Regions from separate parts of the Bicyclus anynana genome. Here region 1 is linked to region 2. A link is a contact called in public Hi-C data. All regions are on one chromosome and are shown on one strand. Each heading gives the region's core, a stretch centred on a gene start, on an enhancer-like site or on the middle of the called end of the contact. The rest is flanking DNA. Distances are from core to core; before and after follow the strand shown. Region 1 overlaps LOC112046776 (dmX-like protein 2). Region 2 overlaps LOC112046776 (dmX-like protein 2).

Region 1 (2,978 bases), core at 300-2,799, 44 kb after region 2:
ACCTGATGGATCAGCCTGTGAAGAAACAGTCAATCTCCACATATGGACAGTAGAGCCTCCGTCAGTTCTCTCCAACACCACGATGTAGAATGGTTCGTTGAAGACTGCTGTCTTCCGCAAGTCGACTATAGCCTCCAGCCCCGCTTCGGTTATTGTGTTAACGTCCGAACCTTCTACGCCGGAGTCAGAGCTTTCTGTGTCGCTGGATGTACGTTCACCTGTTTATTACATTCACAAGTTAATTTAATTCCTAAAATATGTTTATCTACTCTTACATATTAAAAGATCATACATGAAATAAGCAAACAATGTATTTGTTTCTTATAAGACTAAAATCAACTTGATACCCATATTGACCAGCTTCAATATGGGTATCAAGTCAAGTGTGAATAGACAATTTCTAGGCAAGCGCGTTCAACCACAGGCTGCATCATCGCTTACCATCAGGTGTGATTGCAGCTAAGCGTTTGCTATACATAATGAAAAAAAAGTTTCCTAACCAATAATAATTAATCAATTGTTCCTGCAGACTTACCATGCGCGTCACGATATATCTCGTGAAAACAAAGTGACATATTGTGGACCAGCACGGAACCAGAAGTATTACTCTCTCTCTTTCATTGCGTTGAGGCGAAAGGTCTGGGACTGGGACAATTTCACCGCTATTGATCGACATTTGTATTTTTCTCTTCGTCTATAGTCGAGTCGGACGATAGCTCGTATCGTGATGCTACACATAAAGCTCACCAGTAATTAGCTGCTCCTGGAACACGTGCAGGAGCTGCGTGTTGTGCCAGTCGTGCGTCGCGTCCGCTATCGCGTGCAGCTGTATGATCGCTCCGGGTCGCGCCGTCGACTGCTGGGACACGATCTTTATGCGCTGGTGGAGAGGTATGCCGCCTTCTTCTACAGTCGAATCAGACGATAGTGACATAGTGTCGTGGTGCTACATATAAAAGAAATATATTACATACAATTTATTTATATAACAATAAAAAAATCTAAATATTTTTACCAAGGAGGTAAAATGATATTAAAGCTTACCATAACATCTTTATGTCGACGTTCTGAAGTAGCAATTTCAGCTAACAAAGTTCGCGCGTCGATGACCGCTTGGAACAATCTTAAGCTTTCTCCGTCGCTGGCCACGAAACAGGCTGATGGTGAATTTGATAAGTTTCCCAAGGTTGTACTGCAGATAAAATAGGTAATTATCATTAACGAAACTGCTAAAAGATTACCTGGAGTAATTTTTTCAAGGTCATAGTTTTTTTTATATTATTTAGCTTATGAATAAAGGTATCAGAAGAATGTACATAATTGTCATGGTACATAAAAAGTATATACGTATTTAAGACTTGCCGAAATACATGCAAGCCTACGAATTGCAAGCGCCCCATGATGAGCTCGGAGCACAGTATGTAACGTGCAGTGCATTCAAACTCACCTAGGCAGTAGAGTGGGCAACCAAGCGACGTTACTGAAGGCCGAGAGGTGGGGCGAGTTGACTCGCGCGAGCTCGGAAACGCCGCCTGACTTGCCGAGCGGGCCCACGCACTCAACGCGCCACATAATTAGCTCCGAGCAGAGGCCGCCTGCGGCCGCGTCCTCGTCCACATTCGTTACCTCCCTTTCGTGATCTGTTATAGATTAATTTCTTATTACTATTATCAACCTAATTTTTCATGAACCACTACTGGTAGACTCTTCCCTCCTATAAGAGGGTACTTGAAGATTCGATATGTAGATCCAATGCGGTTTGACGGGCATAGCTTGTAAGACCATCAATATCGAAAGACAATGACCGCGTCTGACGGCCTAACTTGCTCTCTGAGGCTTGTATATGTAATACCTTATATAAATACCTATAATACCTTAAATAAGTATAATCAACTCCTGGCTTCTACTAAGAATTTCTTGGAAGAAAACTCAAATTGCCTGACGGATAAGCCCGCTCGCTCTGTATTTCGTTCGAATAGGACGGAAGAGAATAATATTTTCATCCTAGGCCTGCAGTTCTAAAAATTGTTAATAATATTCGTAAGGATCGTAAAAATACTAACCTGATATATTGTGATGGCTTGTCGTTAGCAATAATGGTAATACTGGATGGCATGTGATGTCGTTAACTCTAAACCTATGACCCGATGCTCTAGAAGCGTGACCTATTGATAACACCTGAAAAAAGAATAGTTTATTAGATTCAGAGTAATTATCGTTAGTTCAGCTATTGGCCATTTTTAATAATAATCATTAAATTATTCTTTTTTTAACAAAAATTTTACAAGGGTCCGCTATTTAACACTTATCGACGAACTTTTCGCCTTTAACACGTCTTATTCGAATTTTAGCTTAATGTTTATAGGATACCAAAATTAAAATGTCACTAACACCGAAGTTGCCATGGCAACGAACGATGTAATAGCGTTGCAACTTTACAGAATGCAGTGGCTTCTTTCATACCTGTGAAAATTTGGATTTGTCGTCGAACGTTAACTGCCACAAGTTAAGGGTTCCGTTAGTGTGGTTAGTGACCATGGATATAACTGGCGCGGACTCCAACACGTCGCCGTCCTGGTTCTCCCCGAGATCTTCGGTTACGACACTGGTTTTCCTCTTCATTTCATTGTTGTTTTCTTCTCGTGCACCTGCAGATATAAATTAAATGTACTTTAGGAAAGACAGAACTATTAAAACTTATTTCAGGCGTGATTACAGTAGAATGAGAGCTTATTTTATGTTTCTTGTAAAGAGTAAGTATTATATTCAGTAGATTAGATTAAGTAAATCATCCAGACCTTACAAAAAACCCTTACTGTTTCAATAAAGCACATCCATTAGGCCCAAGATGCATCAACGACAAATCTAACGACGTGAATAGCAAATATTGAGAACTATTAGCGTCGAAATTGCTCTCGAGTGAGCGATATTTTCCTAGGCCTAAATGTTTGCATTTTGATTAAATTCAAATTTATTGA
Region 2 (3,176 bases), core at 185-2,684:
ATGTAACACACGTCTTTATCTATCCTTGCATTTTAAAATACGTAATCGTAGTGGTAAGACTGTCAATATCAACGAGATATTGCAACTAGCACTCCGCACTTCACTAGTAAGCTACTTCAAGATATTTAACAATGAAAAGTTTGACTAGGTCATAATATAAGGTCGCTATTTAAGGGGAGACAACATCTATTTACAAAAGAAATATTTCATTTCAGAATATATGTTCCTTAGACATTGTTTATTAATTTTCCTTAGAGACGGCCTTCCTTCCTTTTTATTTTTTGACGGCCTCCGTGGCGCAGTGGTATGCGCGGTGGATTTAATGACGGAGGTCCTGGGTTCGATCCCCGGCTGGGCCGATTGAGGTTTTCTTAATTGGTCCAGGTCTAGCTGGTAGGAGGCTTCGACCGTGGCTAGTTACCACCCTACCGACAAAGACGTACCGCCAAGCGATTTAGCGTTCCGGTACGATGTCGTGTAGAAACCGAAAGGAGTGTGGATTTTCATCCTCCTCCTAACAAGTTCGCTTCCATCTTAGATTACATCATCACTTACCATCAGGTGAGATTGTAGTCAAGGACTAACTTGTAAAGAATAAAAAAAAAAAGAGAATATAACCCTAGAGTTATGGGAAATACTCCCGAGCACCCTGTATAAATATGCTTAGACCATTATAACTGGTATTTGTTACCTATATGTATTTGTGTGACGCCTTGGCCGATGTGTTTGAAGAACGAGCTCCTCGCGTGCTCGCCCGCGAATGTGTGCAACAGCTGATGCGTGGCTAAGGAGAACACCTGTAACCATAGCGAATAATACCATTAGAGTATGTGGTGTTGGGGCAGCGTGGTGGGTCTAAGCTCCATTTCTCCCCTCTTATAAGGAGGGAGGCCTGACCCTGAAGTGAGCAGTTAATAGTCTCAGATTTTCATTTTATTTTAACTTTAATTCATTAACCTCTTCACACACAGACGGCTAGTCAGTATCGATTTACCTGTTTGTGTTTATACCTGCCTACCTGTTGTGACGAGAAAAAAATAGTCAACCTAACGTTTACATATTCTAAAGGATTCATACTTTCACTCGCTCGATTGATATGGGCTTTGTCTGTTAACAAAACCAGTAAAAATTTAAAAAGAAAAAAAAATTGTTATTAATCATATTCTGGACTATTTTTTTATTCAACCCATTGGCGATATATTTTATTATATATTTAATTTGATAGAAAACAATTTTCATTCAGTAAACAGATGGGTGAAGGTCGTCTTAGATTGGGATCCTCTACTAATACACTATACAATACATACAGAAGTTTTACTTCACAAGAGCAACCTACTTTAATATCACCGTCCGCAGCGCCAATCGCGTAGTAGTCCTCCCTCGGCGACAGCGACACACACTTGATGGGCGCGTGGTGGGCGTGCAGCTTATGCCGAGGGGCACGCGCGCGCAGGTCCCACACGAGCACGTCGCCGCGCCGCCCGCACGACACCAGCGCGCCCGCCTGCCCCGCCCACGCCACGCACGCAGCGCCGCCCTCGTGGCACGTCCACGCTGTGACCACAAACGACAACTTAACCATGTGATCACTTTATCATGCGAGCGTACGGTACGTAAACGTGACCAGTTTTGACGTTGTAATGCAAGAGTTCGCAAACGAGACATCTTTAAATGGAGGTTGGTATGCAAATGTACGCATACGTGACTTTGAACTGACGTTGTAATACAAGCGTATGCAAACTAGACAACTTTAAATGGACGTTGTTATGCAAACGTACGCTACGTGATAATTTTTGCAAATGTACGCACTGTTGTTGTTATGCCAGTTTACTTTGAATGCGACAACTTTGAATGGACGTAACGCAAGCGTAAGCAGTAATTAAGACTTTGAACGGACGTTGATAGCAATCGTACGAAAATGTGAATCTATAAACGAGCACTGTTATACTCGCGTACGCAAATATATCGACTTTTGAATTAACTTAGTATTACAACTTCAATAATTCAATTTTAAACTAAACACAGTTAAATTTGGACTTATCGCAAATGTAATAAATTTTCAAGAGGTACTCACAAACCACTAAAGCTTTCTTTACGGGCATTAGTGTATCCCAAATGGCAACATTTTTACTCTCCGAACTATGACCAGCTGTAATAAAAAACATTTATTTTAAATCTTTAATAAAAAACCACATAATGTCAATCAATCATAAACACAATTCTTTGTTTACCTGTGGCAACTAAACTACAGGAACCTAAGAATACAAAGTCGCTTATGCCTTTACTGTGGCATTGATGTGTCTGAAACAAACGGATAATCTTATTTTATTACAAAACAAATAGATTATATAGATTATATTACAAATATATAAGATCAAAAAAAAATTAAACTGGCCGCTCTAATTTGGCTCAAATTTCGCAAACAGCCTTCGTCATTAAAATTAAATTACAATTAGTAAATCGGTTGACCTTCCAGGTCATACTTGTAAGTATTAGATAATTTGAAATTTAGATTTTTTAAATTTAAAAAATTAAAATTAAATTCCAAATTAAATTCCAAATTTAATTTTAAATTTAAAAATCTAAATAAAAGTGAAAATTAATTTTCATCATTTTTATAGATCGTTTTTAATCTAACGGTCTAAATTGGTTCAAATCATATAGGAAATCTAAAAATGACCTAATTTGGTAAAAAAAAAAGATTATGAAATTTTTAAAAAATTGATATTTCTTGACTTTCCGTACTAGCCTTAACTATTACTTATTTCTAGTTATTACTAGTTTCTATTACTTATTTCTAGTTTAAACGACAAGTTTCGCTAAAAACTAGATTTTAGAAAAAACGGGGTGAAATCAATATCTTCGCTATTTAGTACTAATAAGTACTAGCAATTTAAAAATCATCAAAATGTTTGTACGTACAAAGAACGGTCTCGGCGAAGCGTGCGGCTGGTTGCCAGTGGCGGCGGAAGGGTGCAGCTGCCACAGGGCGAGGTTCCCGTCCGCGTCCGACGCCGCGAACTTGTTCCCGTAGTCGGAGAAACGCACGCGCGTCACCTTCGCGAACGCGCCGGGCGCGCGCGGCGACCACACGCACGAGCCGTGGCCCCACTCCCACAGCTGGACCGAGCCGTCCGCGCCGCCTGTCAGGTCTGATGTAGACAACAGTTTTATTT

The links. Hi-C and Micro-C count contacts between places; a contact is called where the count stands out from the background.
Region 1: a contact with region 2 is called in a Hi-C map of whole body, with 2.1 times the contacts expected there. The contact joins two enhancer-like sites. A contact is called at or near these places in 2 of 2 Hi-C or Micro-C datasets (whole body and whole larva).

What each region holds. Positions count from the first base shown.
Region 1 is chr17:11,796,197-11,799,174 of ilBicAnyn1.1, forward strand. LOC112046776 (dmX-like protein 2) reads right to left here. Exons shown (of 62, transcript XM_052886513.1): 14 at 2,464-2,648; 15 at 2,064-2,178; 16 at 1,448-1,640; 17 at 1,045-1,192; 18 at 748-946; 19 at 3-218. Among protein-coding and RNA genes, the nearest start is that of LOC112046776, 30 kb to the right of the region's middle. Within about 2 kb of position 1,550, at least 4 of the 8 cell types and tissues checked have open chromatin away from gene starts, as enhancers often do.
Region 2 is chr17:11,752,452-11,755,627 of ilBicAnyn1.1, forward strand. It overlaps LOC112046776 (dmX-like protein 2), which reads right to left. Exons shown (of 62, transcript XM_052886513.1): 56 at 2,923-3,152; 57 at 2,232-2,301; 58 at 2,075-2,149; 59 at 1,337-1,554; 60 at 692-797. Among protein-coding and RNA genes, the nearest start is that of LOC112046763, 16 kb to the left of the region's middle. Within about 2 kb of position 1,435, at least 4 of the 8 cell types and tissues checked have open chromatin away from gene starts, as enhancers often do.